5 separate regions of the Mus musculus genome follow, and all the other regions are linked to region 2. A link is a contact called in public HiChIP or PLAC-seq and promoter capture Hi-C data. All regions are on one chromosome and are shown on one strand. The core of a region is the stretch at or near the end of the contact, and the rest is flanking DNA. Distances in the headings are between cores, read along the strand shown. Region 1 holds the start of Hhat (hedgehog acyltransferase). Region 2 holds the start of Cr1l (complement component (3b/4b) receptor 1-like). Region 3 holds the start of Syt14 (synaptotagmin XIV). Region 4 holds the start of Rcor3 (REST corepressor 3). Region 5 holds the start of Utp25 (UTP25 small subunit processome component).

Region 1 (2,700 bases), core at 77-2,576, 2.4 Mb before region 2:
TGACCTCACCTTCAGCTGGTGACTCTCCAAGAGAAAGCCAAGTAAAAACCAGGTAAAGCCTTTGTCCCCAAAGAAGGCTCCAAACCCCAGCCCCTAGCATAGACAATTCATTGGTGCTGGTGGCCTTGAAGGGTCTTGGAGAACACAGCTTGTCTTTCTGGGGTGCTGTCAAAACAACACATCCATCAGAACTGTCCTTAGCCAGCACATAAACCATCCTACGGGGAGAGAAATCACAGGGAAGTCGGAACATGAAGAATAGAAGCCAGAAAGAATGGACTTCTAGACCCTGAGTGAAAGCGCACAGCCCTTCAAAGCTTTCCCTGAGCCGCGTCCTGTGGCACTGGAGCAGATGCTCAGCTCTACATAATAGAACACCACACTGAACGGAGCAGACACACTGCATAACGCTGTCAGTCCCCACACGTAGAAGGCCCTGATCTAAAAGCGGCCAATAGCTGTTGAATCTGGGGGAGGAGAGCCTGCATAAAAACTGGTGTCTCCCAGTCTTGCCACTGAACAGATGAGGGAAACTAAGTCCAGAGAGTTTCTGGAAAGCGAAAGAGATCTTTAAACTGAGAACTGGGGCTCGGTGGTTAAACATTTGCTGCACGGGTTTGTTGGCCCAATTTCAACACACACACACACACACACACACCACGAAGAAAACAGAAATCTCTGAGCTGGGCCGGGTGGGGGCGTGGGGAGGGCCTGTAGGCGCCCTTCCTGCAGGGAGCAGCAGGGTTCTCGGTTCCCGGGACTCCGTGCCTTTGTGTCGCCGCCCTCCAGCACGCGGACACGGACACGGGAAGCGGAAACGCTATTGCGTTTCTCCCCCACGTCAGCGGCGAGCCTCCCACGACCTGCTGCGGCACCCCAGCCAGCCCCCTGTCTCCGCGCAGGTTAAGTCGTGGCAGCCTTTGCAACCACAGGCCCCTGCACGGCCGCCAGCTCCACGCGCGCCCGCCGCCAGCCCCCGCGCGCCCTCTGACCCTGCGGGGCCTCACCACCCACGCCCCCTCCTGCTCTCCACGCGCGCCCCCGATGCACGGCTTTTCCCCTGTCTGTCTCGCGCGGGCGAAATCACCTGGATCGCAGTGTGCAGAGCTGGGCGAGCGGGAGAGAAGGCGTCCCTGCACCCCGCCGCGCTGAGCCGCGGCCCGGGAGGGACTCGCGAGCACAGCGCGGGTCAGAGGCCGCGGGGGTGAGCGCCTGGCCTGAGATGTTGTGCCCGGGTTCCCGAACGCAGGATTGGCCAGGGCTCTGTACATTTACTGGAGCCGAATCATTACACAGGGTCCCACCAGAACCTCAGGCTCCAGGATTCTTCCGGTCCCCAAAGGAATGAGTCTGGGGCGGGGGTGTGTACGGCCTGCCCTGCTACAGGAAGATGACTTAGACCAGTGAAGGGCAGACTAAATAGAGCTGGAGAAATCTCTGCAAAACCGACTTTAAAATCATCTTCACTTCCACCTTCCCCAGCACCAACTAAAACAGCCGGACCAGGAGTGCCAGGTTGCCCAAAATAAAAACACAGGGTGCCAAGTTAATACTTTCTTGGTATCATATGGCCTTTGTTGTTTGGAAGACGTAATATACTTTCTAACAGTTCCTGGGGGTTGGAGAGATGTGGCTCAGTGAGTAAGGGTTTGCTATGCAAGTGTTAGGATCTGAGTTTAATCCCCACACTGAAGTAAAGAGCCAGGCATGGCTGGTGTGCCTGTAGCCCCGTCATTGAAGGTAGAGACTCTATCGAACCCCTAGATCCTGACCAGCTGCCTTAGTCTAAACAGGAAGCCTCCAATTAGAGGCTAATGCAGACCCTGCACCACAAAAATGAGGTGAGGCAAGAGGAAGATGTGGAAGCCTTGCTCTGGCCTCTTCAGGAGAGCACCCAACATGCATACAACATATATGTCTTGTATATTTGTAATAACAGTGTGCCTTGGTACCTGACAAGTCTGGTCACTGTAATAAAGCCCAGGGTTTGGCCCAGAAGGTGCCAAAGTGTTAGCTCTGCTCTGGGACAGTCAGAAGAGGTGGTCCTCTTCTGTGTCAGGTTCTAAATGGCCTGTTACTGTGGGTTCAATGCCATTTAAGTCTAACTCTTTTCTACATGTGCACAGTGCTCATTTGAAGACATAAAATAAAGTCAGGTTTGGCTAATGTAAATCAGAAACATCTGTGTAAGAGAAAATACTCCAGGCTTGTGACCCAGCTATACAGCCAAGACAGGAGGATCCGAAGTTCAAAACCAGGGCTACAGAGTGATTTTGACAAACTGTCTCAAAATGTAAAAGTAAGCATTGGCAGAGGAGACACAGCTCAGTGGTGGAGCCTTGCCTCACATGCAGAACACCCACAATACCAAAGCCCAAAGCAAGACTAAGCAATGAGCTGAAGAACGTGCCGGCGGGGAATATTCCAAGTGGTACTTCTTAGTACACGTGGATTTAAAACAGTTGATGGAAACATCAGAATCCAGTTGCACGTAGACAAGAGACTTGAGTGTGGGAGTGTATTTTGACAAAATTATCTTATATTCTAAGAGACTGGAAGCTTTGCTGGGCTTCTCGGGTGAAGTTAATAATATACATTGAGGTCACTCAAGACTACTTTCTAGTCGGCCTGTTTGTTTAACTTGCCTTTCAGAGAACAATGTAACAATGGGCTTTACTTGTCTTGGGTTTCCCATATAAC
Region 2 (2,700 bases), core at 117-2,616:
GTACTTTCCAATACATATTTTGATTTAACTTCTAGACTCAGTTATTTTCTTTTAAGTCTTAGCAGCATTAATTATGTGGCAGAGAGAGTCAAATAATATGTAACCAATAACTATATGTTGGAAAAAAATCATTTTCATTTAACTTTGGAAATACAATAAAAAACAAACAATGCAAAAGACTTCAAGGAAGTCTTTCTCTTAGAAAGTTCTGATTAAGGAGAAAGGAAAGGGAAATTAGAACTTTCATGGTGGGTAAAATGGGCACTCTATTTTGTTCTTAACCATCAGTAAAATTTAATATGTAAATTCTACAGTCTTTTCTACTTGCAAATATTTCATTGCACCTTGAGGCTTGCTAGCTTTTCAAATCTTACCTTGGAGTGGGAGTGGAAGGACCTTCCTTAAAGTGGAAGCTCAAGGGAGTTAATGAGGATTTGGGGTGGGAGATAAAGTACACAGTCTCACTGTGTGAAAACTGTATCCCTGGGCCTGTTTGTCTAGGCCTTCGGAGAAAGTGCATAGGGAATGTCTCAAGATAGAAATAAATTAAGGAGCTGAAATTGGGTTAGATATTTGATGGCACCTATTAAATACCAATACCACGAAAGACATCAATATCTCCATTTCACAGATAAGGAAACACAAAAATATTAACTTTCCTCATAACCAAATTCTAGGATTAGAAATTGCATCTCTCAATATTCCTGCAACCCCCTGCTCCCCACACCGTTTCTCTCACTACATTCAGCACAGAAAAGCACAGCGTACAGCTAATAAAGACAAGCAGCTGGGAGACCACGCGTTCCTGCCGGCTGCGTACGACCCAAGATCTGGGTAGAGGGCGCCCCACGCTCACCCATGGGAAAGGGGCGCTGAGCACTCACAGGCAGCCCAGACCAGCGTTGGAGTCTGCGCAGAGCCTATTTACCGCGGGTTCCCGGTGAACCGTGTGTCCGTGCTTCCCCAGGCCTCCCCGCAGCTCACCCAAAGTAAATGGCAGCAAGAACAGCAGCAAAACTTCTAGCTTGACTCCTCCCCGGCCGAAGGCTACAAGGAGCCACACCGGATCCAGAGGCTCTGAACTCCGAGAAGAGACCTCCATTCCCCTCACACCGTTCTCAAACAACGTTTTACGGCAAATGGTGTAGAAAGCAGTCCCACCCAGAAATGGCGCTGGGTTCCGGAATAAAACTTCCTCTAGCTGGGCTAGGCGCGGTCTTGTTTACTCCAAGCCCCTGGGATTTCTGTGGAATTACCCTTGGGAGATTGATTCAGCAATGCAGAAACTGGTTCAATACCTAGTAGGTCAGCTCCAGGAAGTTTTCCACTTGCAGGAACCTTCGACTCCAAAGAAAACAAGGCATTATGGGAACTCGGTTTGCATATAGCCCGGCCTTACTCCTTTTAAAAATCTGCAAGGGTGGAGCCTAACCCTAATCTGCAACAGTGAGCTGACAGTTGCATACCCTGTCTAGTATACAGTAAGAACCTATTTCCTTATGATGAATTCGGATGTAACGTGCCGCTGGAAACAAAAAATGAAAGGTAAAAACCATAGCTCTCATCTTAAAAGGATTAGGAGTTTATTCTGAAGCCATTTTGAGTGATCATGACCCTGGAACAATGATATGGTCACCCCAAATTTCATGGAAGCAGTTTCATAAAGTTTTTGTGGTTTTACAGAGCAGAGAAAGTCACAAATTAAGGCAAGTTTAAAATATATTGTTGGGTACATACAAGAAGCAGGTAGTGGAAGCTTTTCTATAGGCTCAGGATGACTCTAATGGCACTCGGCTTTTGTATTGGTAGAAGCTAGTTGCCTGATAAGTCAGTAGATTCTAAAAGGTTGTTTGTGGTTTTGTTTGTTTGTTTGTTTGTTTGTTTTGTATCTATTGTATCATGATGTTAGTTCTGACTTAGCCCAAGATAAGGTAATTATTGGTCTCTGGACCAGCAAAATTGCAATCTCTCCAGAGTACTGAAATTCTAATCAGCCAATAGTCTTTGCAGAAACAGTTAACTTTCAGGAATTTCCTTTCACAGTCAGACGCAGTTTCTTTCCGGAAGTTTTTGTTCACAACCATGTCAGTGCTATTCAGCCTAGACCAGGATAGTGCAGTAATGAATCAGGGAGCGAAGCCAGGCCTTGCCATCATCCAAGTGAGATTTGATGGCAGATGAACAATTAATAAGTTTTCAGAAATGGAATAAACAGGATTTGCACTGAATTTTAATTCCTTTCTTAATACTAATGAGAGAGAGAGAGAGAGAGAGAGAGAGAGAGAGCCCTACTCAGAGATTGGTGGTAGTGCTTCTAGAAATAACAAATATAAAGAGCCAAGTTTGGGGAATAGAATTAAGAACTCAAATATTCCAAGAGAGAAATAGGACATGCGAACAAACATGTCCACATTCTGTTTTCAGAACCTGTGATAGGTACTTTATACGGCAGGAAAAGAAATGGCTAATTAAATTAAATCAAGAACATTTAAGTGGGGAGGTAATCCTGTCTGCCAAAGTGGGCTTAATAACCCTAAGGAACCTTACAGGAACATAGTCCTAAATCAGAGAGGAAGAACAATGAGGGCAGAGATCAAAGTTGCTGCCTCCAGAGAGCAAATGATAGCAGCCTCTAAAATGTGGAACAAATAAGCAGATTCTTCCCCGAAGCTTTCATATGGAACCAGTCCTGCTAGCACT
Region 3 (2,814 bases), core at 119-2,618, 2.1 Mb before region 2:
TATTCTCCATCATCTTAGCAAATCATGTCAATGTGTCCCGTACTTAATCTCTAAATTGAAGTAAACATGAAACACACAGCTGAGTTAATTCTGGAGTTTGGTGGCTGGATCCTAAAGAAGCCCCCAGGCGTGTATACTAACAGAGACCAGTCACCTAAGGGAATTACTGTGCGAGGGGGAACACATTAAATGTAGGCAAGTAATGATTCAGCTACAGGTACTCTGTACAGGTCACGCAGGGAAGTTTTGGAAATCCTTTTTTTTGTACTGAGCTCATCTAAAATGGAAAACAAGATGCTGTAAGCATCACACCTGTGTGATACTAACTGCACAATATGCTCCTTAAAAGCAAGGCAAATTCCACTCCACTCCAACTCCATGCTCTCAGAATAAGAGGAAAATACACATCGGTACCACTTACCTTACCCAATTCGAATCAAGCTACTTGTGAAACATTTCTGTTGCCAATCTTCTGGGTGCGTTTGTCATAAATAGGCATTTGCCTCTCCCCGGAAAAAAGCAATTGTGAGGGTCAGATAAGAGGGTTGACCTCACGAAGATGTCCTGGCCCCCCTATACCCGTCAACCGAAGGGGACAGCGTGGTTATCATCGGCCCAGAAAGCCCGACAGGAGCAGCAGGATGAGCGGATCCCACAAGGGCAGCCTCCCGCTGCCGAACAGCACGGCGCTTCTCAATACCTCAGAGCCTCATTCACCTCAGCATCTCGGTATCTCAGCGCCCTAGTACCTGAGCATCTCACTCAGTACCTCAGCGCCTTAGTAACTGAGTCTCCTCAGTGCCTCAGAACCTCAGCGCCTCATTTACCTCAGAGACTCAGCACCTCAGTGTCTAAGTACCTAAGTCTCCTCTGTGCCTCAGAACCTCAGCGCCTCATTATCACCTCAGAGACTGAGCGAGTTGGCGTCTAAGTACCTCAGCGCCTTAGTACCTGAGCATCTCACTCAGTACTTCAGAGCCTTAGTACCTGAGCATCTCACTCAGTACTTCAGAGCCTTAGTGCCTGAGCATCTCACTCGGTACCTCAGCGCCCAAAGTGTGTAGGCCAGTGCTCGCGAGGGCCGCACGCCGCGCCTAGGCCGGTGTCCCGCATTAGCTTCCCTTACAGTCCGGACCCGCAACCCGCACCTCGGCCTCCTGGGCCCTGCGCTCGCTCGCGGGGCGTCTTCTCCGCGCATCGCTTGCCTTCCACTTACCTTCGATCGCCATGATGCGCTCGCCATGGACCGCACCAACCACGCAGGGAGAGCGGGGGTAAGTGCTGGAGCTTGCTCTTCTTAGGCCTCGGGCCAGAGGGGCGGGAACGCCCCGGGGCCAGGCAGCTGGGCCTCCAGGAGCTGGGGCGGGGCGGCGGGGTGGGGTCGAAGCTCCGGAGCAGGCGGCGCAGGAAGCGGAACCTTCCACGGTCGCGCACCGTCGGCACGTGACACCGCCCCGCCCCCGGCCCCTCTAGGCCCCGCCCCTCGCAACAACTATAGTTTGGCCCACAACCTCGACTTAACCCATTCCCATCTACCTTCCCAGGCCCCGCCCCCGAAATATCCACAACCCCGCCTACCACCCTGACCCGCCACGCCCGCCTCTTGCTGGCCACGCCCTCACCTCCCCCAACCCCCTCTCCCCCAGCCAGTGCAGGGTCTCAGGCGGGCGTTCCCAACAGGTGCAGACAGAGCAGAGAGCAGCCTCAGCAGCCAGCCTTCACCAGGCTTCCAGAGCGGCTGGACAAGCGGTCAGGACCACGGACAGGTCTCCGCACCCAGGAGGTGCCAGATTCCCTCTCAGCGAAGATCTATTCAGTTTGGTTTGGTTTGCCTGAACACTCACCTCAGATTTCAGCCAGCCAGTAGAGACAGCTTCGTGGCACAGCAAACCAGAAAGAGGGATCGTGAGGATAGTCTCTGTCTCTCCCTCCTTCCCTCTCTCTCTTCAGCCTCATTTCTAATGTGACCCAACTCCACAGGAGCCTGATGCCTCCTTGGAGGAACGAGTTCCCCATTTGTCTATGCATTGCAAGCACACATTTGAAGCCACACAATTGTAGGTGTTGCACAGACGTCTTGACAAAGGGCCTGAAATGCATGTCATGTACCCATTTTTAAGTTTGCAAGCCCTTGAGCATGTGAACACCCAAAAGCCAACCCCGAGCAAACTAGCTACCTAATCAGCCCCTCTCCACTGTTTATCCCGCTTCGTTTGGGTACTTTAAAGGCCGGATGGAGGAGCCTAGAAGGATAGGGGATTAGTGATTCTTCCTTGTGGAGAAGATGGTCACTCCTAGAACAGGTGGCTATATTAAGGACAGAAACAAAGAAGAAAATATTTTCCACTTATTATGTGAGGTTGGACTGTAATCTAGAGCAGAAACTGCCTTTCATTGCTTTTATATAACTTCTCCCTCAGTCGATTGATGCTCAATAGGCATCGATTCTTTAACATTTTTTTTCTACATTTGCTTATTTATTGGGGCAGGACCTTCGTGTGAAGGTTAAAAGACAGTTTGCAGAAGTTTGTTCTCATCACCATATGACCTCCAGGGATCAAAATCAGGTTGTCAGCCAGGCTTGGTAGCAAACATCTTTACCTTCTGAGACTTTTCCCTGACCCTGTTCTTTAATGTTTTGACTAGTCCAGTGAATATCTGTTGATCTAGGCATCATATAGAGAACTGGCTGCAGGGGTAGAGGAGATGGATCAGTTGATAAAGTGCTTGTTGCACAAGCATGAGAGCTTGAGCTCAATCCACACCTTTTTTTTTTTTTAAGTAGCATGCTTGTTATCCTAACTCTGTAGAACT
Region 4 (2,700 bases), core at 51-2,550, 3.0 Mb before region 2:
CGGAGGGCGCTGGAACCTGGCTGTTCCGGAGAAAATGTCTCCTTGGCAGCTGCTGCCGCTGTCCTGTGGTCTGGCTTCCCCGGGCTGGGTCGGCGCGCGGGGAGGGGTTGGGGGCGACCGGGGCGGTGTCGGGCACGGGCGTTTCCCCGCCCAGGTCCACACCGCCTCGGCAGAAAGAAAAACCAGGATCCCGTGTGCGCCGGGGTCGCAGGGCTCGCCCTTGGCTCGGGCTAATGACAGCAGGCGGTTGCCAAGCGTGGCCCTGCGGAGCCTGGCTGAGCCCCGGGTTCCCAGGGCGGGTCGGAGTGGCATCTGACCTGGGGTAGGTTCATGCACACACAGATCGCACGCCCTCTCCTGCAGCCCTTGGTTTTGCAGTCCCCACGCCCCGGGCCTCGGACCCGCGACCTCCGTGCGAAGCCACCAGCGTGCAAGTGCCGCGGGAGGGAACCATGTTCACCTTGCCATGCACACATCTACCCCCACGCCCTGTGTCACTGCCCAGCCGAGCCTGCCAGCCTCCCCGCCCGCGATGCCCTGCCCTGCCCTGCCCTGCCCTGGCCTCTCCTGGTGCGCCCCACACTCAACACCACGTAACTCCCTCCCATCCCGACGCCGGCCACCCCAGAGCAAGCCTGGGGGAAAAAAAAAGAGAGAGAGAGATGGGGTTTTCCTGTGAGCAAATATATCTACCTGGATCGAATTCAGGGATCCGAGCTTGGTATTCAGCTCCGACTCTCATCCCAACATCTGCAAAGCAATGCCAAGATATATGGTAAAATGGTAATAAATAAGGAGAGGAGAGGGGAAGGGCAAGGCAGAGACTCTCCAGCCGCGGGAGCGCGGGCGAGGCCGTGGCCGGGTGGGGGCGGGGAGGCGCGGGTCGCGGGCTGCGGCGGCACCGGGAGTTCCGGCGGCCGCGGCTCGGCTCCGAGGGGGAGGAGGGCGCGGGGAAGGGGGCCGGGCGGACGGGCGGGGGCGGGGAGCGCGGCGAGGTACCCCCGTGCTCGTCGTCGCTGCTGCAGCCGCTCTCGGGCTCCGAGAAGTGCAGCCCGCCGTTGGCCGAGGAGCCGCCGCCTCCCGCCGGGCTCTTGGCGCCGCCGTTGGCCGATCGGCTCTTCCCCAGTAACTCGGGCCCTTTCTCCATCATGCCGGGCATGGTAGAGGAGGGGGAGAGGTGGCGTCAGGGAAGGGGGAGACGGCTGGCGGGCGCGGGCGGGAGCGCGGAGGAGGAGGAGGAGGTGTTAATATGGAGCCGCCATCACCGCCCCGGTCGAGCCGTAGCGCAGTCGCCCCACACCGGCCCGCCCCGGCCCCGCCTCCCTCCCCTCCCCCGCCGCCGCCGCCCCGCGCCGTGCCACCCGGCCGAGCGCCCCTCGTGGCCGCGCGCTCCTCACTGGGCGGCCGCGATCACTCCGCCCTAGGGAGGTTCCGGCCGCGGGGCGGAGAGACCAGAGGGCCGGGACCCCGCGCGTCCCCAGCCGGCCGGTTCCCGGGCGCTCGAGGGCCGGGAGACGATGTGGAGGCCCCGGAGGCGGCATGGAGGGCGGGGAGGCGGCCTCTGCCCTGTCTCAGCTGAAGGAATTTGGCCTGCTGAGGCGGGGCCGCGGGGCGGGAGCTGCTCCCGTGACCGGGAACCCGGGATGGCGGTCTCAGGAGCTGCTCCGGTGAGGAGCGGCGGGGATGGCGGCCTTTGACAGGAGCTATGAGGATGGCGGCCTTGGACCGGAGCAGCTCCGGTGACGCGGGCAGGGGTTGGCGGCCTCAGACAGGAGCTGCTCCCGCGAGGTGCGCCCCGGGGTAGGAGCTGGGTCCTCCGGTTGGAGGCAGGATCGGTTCACTCCGGAATGAGACCGGCCCTAAAGACCTGGCGAGGCAGCTCCTCTCTGCTGTGAGGTCCGAGAGGGACTGAAAGGGCAGTATTTCCACTTGGCTCTTTCCCTTTTGCTGTCTAAGAAGCGAATGCCACGAGTGGGGAAATAAATAACCGAACTCTACCTTCCCCGGGCCAGTGCTATCTGGGTCGACACTGCCTGGGGTGGTGGCTCAGAGCAATTCTGGAGAGGGTGGAGAGAGAAGTGCTCTGCAGAGAGGTGCTGCTGCTGCAGAGAAAGGTGAGGCCAGCTGCCTTCTGGCAGTTTGCACCCAGTTGAAGATTGGCTGGACTGTATTTCTTCCCCAGATTTAAGGATATTTGCTTATGACATACTGTCTGGGCAAGGAGGACGATTTGTGTCTCAGGAGTAAAGGGGGGGGGGAGTTGCTTAATATACAGATGTGTGTCCTGCAGAATTTGGGGGTAACAGTAAAATTACCTTGAAGGTTAAAACTGTTCTTTGGAATTCTGTTACTGAGAAATAACAGACCTACTCAAGAATTCAGCCAAGAAAACTCTGGGATACAAGAATTAGGCCGGTCATCTGTCTAAAGGAGGGAGTATTTTGTCCGGGTGGAGAAACAGTACTGGTACTGGAAATAGTTGATTTTTAGCTCTATATGTGTCCATTAATTTTTGAACCACAACTCAACCTCCCCTCCCGTTTTATTTTTTGAGACAGGATTTCTATGTGTACTTCTGGCTGTCCTGGAACTCACAGAGATCCGCTTGCCTCTGTCTTCTGAGTGCTGGGAGTAAAGAGCTGCACCACCACACCTAGCATCGGTTCCTTTTTTTAAAAAACACATTGCTGAAGGATATTT
Region 5 (2,700 bases), core at 152-2,651, 2.0 Mb before region 2:
AAGGAAATGAATACGATCAGATAATTTTGACTGGAAAAGTCCTTAGGAAACCCGCTACTTTGTATAATGAATATACATTAACTCACAGACAAAACAAAAATCCCTATGAGCTTTTCAGCAAATATTACAGTCTCATCTCTTGAACCAAGCCGGGCATGAAACTTAAATAAAACAGTTAACCAAGCTATGGTTCTAATTGACATCAGCTGCACGTGGAAAGAAAACTGACTTTTCAAACAAAATTTCAGGTTATGAGTTTTAACTTACATCTCAGACATCAGGTTTCATGTTGCATGATGTAAGAGGAGAATTACAAGCAAGTGTCACTGTCTGAGTCTCCGGGCCCCTTGTCCATTTTATACTGTGTGAAGCCTTTCATGCACAAGGAGCCAGCACTCTGATGAACCCCTTCCACAGAACTTAAGACAGTGTCATGGGGTAGTTTCCAACCATAGCCTCTCTCATCACATGGTAATTTCTACAGCTGTCTCCATCACTTACAACCAATTGGGTAGCATTACTAAAATCACAGCTCACACCCAAAACAGAGAAACACGGGGATGCAAACCAAACTTTACGTTTACACCCAATCTTAAAGGTAACAACCCAATTCCAACTACTATAAAGAAAAAAAGCATTACCAGCTGACAAATCTGCGGCTTGGCTTCCTTCTTGGAAACCCTAAAATAGAAATAGATAACATTAAACTTTAGCTGCTAGTTCGTAACAATCACGAAAAGGCATAATGATTCTGCTTTAAATGAATACCAAAAAAAAAAAAAATGTCCAATACAGGATAATATCCAGTCAGTGTAAAAAATGAAATTCTGCATGCACAAGGGCAGAGATGATCAGCAGACAAAAGGGTAACAGACAAGAGAGCTCAATGACATCTCTTAAGAAAGGATAAGTCAGAAACTGGCTTTTAACGGCACACCGGGGTTCACCTCTCAGGGCCAACTTTATCTCCCGACCTCCCGTCCTGTTTTTGGAGACCCTTACGCGGCCCTGGCTGGGCTAAGCTGCGATTTCGCGCCTGAGCCCGCGCGTGCTCGGATGACAGGCAGCACGGCCCGCGGTCTCAGCAGGTCCCGGTGCAGAGCGCACCTCCGCAGCGGGGTTCCCGTCCTGCACCGACCGGACCCGGCTCAACTCGGCCGGAACCAGCCCTCCCGGCGGCCCGCGCACCCCGACCTGTCGTAGAAGGGGTGCTCCTCGCCGAAGTCGCGGAGGTGCTTCTTCTGCTTCTTGGTCATGGTGCTGAGCATCTGGCTGCGGCCCCGGTTCCGGCGTTTGCCCATAGCGGAAACGTCAAGCTCGCCACAAACAAACAAACAAAACACAAGGTTCCCAGTGGCAAGTTGTCGCTGTCGCACGTGGGCACGCTGGCTTTACGGCGGAGGCGGGAGCCGTAAAGCAAAGCTGCTTTACGCCCAGAGAGTACGACAGGCGTTACACCCTCTGGTCGCTATACTGCCCCCTGCCGGAGCGCCTCTAGCACATAGGCGTGTCTACGCATGCGTGATCGGAACACCAGCTCCTAGGGCTGCAGGGACTGGCTGTCTTTCCGGGATGGAGTGGCTTGCTTTGTGCTTATCTTTTACCTTTTTTTTTTTTTTTTTTTTCTCCAAAATTGAGGAGGACGAGGTTGGTGGTCCTTTGTCCCTCTCCCAGGAGCTAAGAACTGAACCCAGGACCTTGCACTGGTTTTCAAGCACTAAGCGAAATCCACAACCGCGTGGTTCGCTTTGATATGTCAATGTATGCTAGCAGAAATGGTTGAATGCTACTCAGAAGAATAAGGACCATCGCTTAAGGGTGCCCGCACACCCCACTTAACGGCACACTGTCCAGACGGATCTAGCGAGTCAGTCTGTTGAGAAAGATGCAGACACCGATGCTTAGCAAGAAAGATCATTCATTAGTCTCTGGGAGTATGTGAGGTGATCCTCTCCTGACATTGCTTCTTTAACAAAAGCAGAAACACACAAGATAAAGTAGGATCTTGTATGTGTTATCACCCAAACGAGTGAAACTGTACATTTAAAGTTGATGTGTATTAGCCTGAGTGTGAGTAATAGCCTAAACGGGCCAGGGGCGTTGCTCGCTCATATGTAGGGTGCTTAGCCAAGGTACTTTTCAAATCCTGGGGTTTGATCTTTAACACTGAGCAAAACAAACCCACACAGCAAATAAACTAGTGGTGACTCACACCTGTGATCTCAGTCCCCGGGAGGCCGAGGCAAGAGAATGAAGTGTTAGAGACCTTTACTTAAAAAATAAAATTGAGCCGGGCATGGTGGCACACGCCTTAAATCCCAGCTCTTGGGAAGCAGAGGCTGGCAGATCTCTGTGAATTTGATGTTACCCAGGGAAAATAAAACAAGACCCAACTTCTCTAAATAAACAAAGGAACGAACAAAAATAGCTGAGGCCTGTATTTCAAGGACACACAGCAATAGGTGAGGCTGTTTGACACCACACAAAGACATACTTCCCTTCAAAACTAACCGAGGTTCAATGTAAACAAAGTACTAGCTCCAGCTTAGACTCAAAGCACAACTGGAGACATCGAAACATCTTTCTGTGGAAGAGTAGGGGTTTACTCAGGTCCACCTGTCCGCCCTCTGTTCCAGGGTCATCTACTACTAATAATTAGGGTGGGAGTGGGAAAGCCAGTGGTGGTGGGGGACAACCCCC

Evidence for each region. Promoter capture Hi-C pulls out the DNA fragments that hold promoters and counts their contacts. HiChIP or PLAC-seq counts read pairs in DNA pulled down with a chosen protein or histone mark.
Region 1: a contact with region 2 is called in a promoter capture Hi-C map of liver, with 5 times the contacts expected there. The contact joins the promoter of Hhat here to the promoter of Cr1l in region 2. A contact is called at or near these places in 3 of 39 promoter capture datasets (liver and pre-B cells).
Region 3: a promoter capture Hi-C map of embryonic stem cells shows a contact between it and region 2, with 4 times the contacts expected there. The contact joins the promoter of Syt14 here to the promoter of Cr1l in region 2. A contact is called at or near these places in 2 of 39 promoter capture datasets (embryonic stem cells and stem cell-derived epiblast-like cells).
Region 4: an H3K27ac HiChIP or PLAC-seq map of extraembryonic endoderm stem cells shows a contact between it and region 2, with 12 times the contacts expected there. The contact joins the promoter of Rcor3 here to the promoter of Cr1l in region 2. A contact is called at or near these places in 2 of 39 promoter capture datasets (embryonic stem cells and pre-B cells) and 2 of 115 datasets of contacts at active chromatin or transcription factors (astrocytes and extraembryonic endoderm stem cells).
Region 5: a promoter capture Hi-C map of pre-B cells shows a contact between it and region 2, with 5 times the contacts expected there. The contact joins the promoter of Utp25 here to the promoter of Cr1l in region 2. A contact is called at or near these places in 4 of 39 promoter capture datasets (erythroid cells, liver and pre-B cells) and 1 of 9 other capture datasets (liver).

What each region holds. Positions count from the first base shown.
Region 1 is chr1:192,769,893-192,772,592 of GRCm38.p6, forward strand. Hhat (hedgehog acyltransferase) reads right to left here and starts at 1,327. Exons shown (of 12, transcript NM_144881.4): 1 at 1,088-1,327.
Region 2 is chr1:195,130,204-195,132,903 of GRCm38.p6, forward strand. It overlaps Cr1l (complement component (3b/4b) receptor 1-like), which reads right to left and starts at 1,367. Exons shown (of 10, transcript NM_013499.2): 1 at 985-1,367. The coding sequence starts at 1,102. It overlaps Gm32313 (a long non-coding RNA gene), which reads left to right and starts at 1,241. Exons shown (of 3, transcript XR_865921.3): 1 at 1,241-2,700.
Region 3 is chr1:193,034,407-193,037,220 of GRCm38.p6, forward strand. Syt14 (synaptotagmin XIV) reads right to left here and starts at 1,369. Exons shown (of 8, transcript NM_181546.3): 1 at 1,217-1,369. The coding sequence starts at 1,229.
Region 4 is chr1:192,136,740-192,139,439 of GRCm38.p6, forward strand. It overlaps Rcor3 (REST corepressor 3), which reads right to left and starts at 1,301. Exons shown (of 12, transcript NM_001346740.1): 1 at 1,000-1,301; 2 at 694-750. The coding sequence starts at 1,159. It overlaps Gm10516 (predicted gene 10516), which reads left to right and starts at 159. Exons shown (of 4, transcript NR_033536.1): 1 at 159-322.
Region 5 is chr1:193,128,850-193,131,549 of GRCm38.p6, forward strand. It overlaps Utp25 (UTP25 small subunit processome component), which reads right to left and starts at 1,402. Exons shown (of 12, transcript NM_145415.2): 1 at 1,195-1,402; 2 at 642-681. The coding sequence starts at 1,301.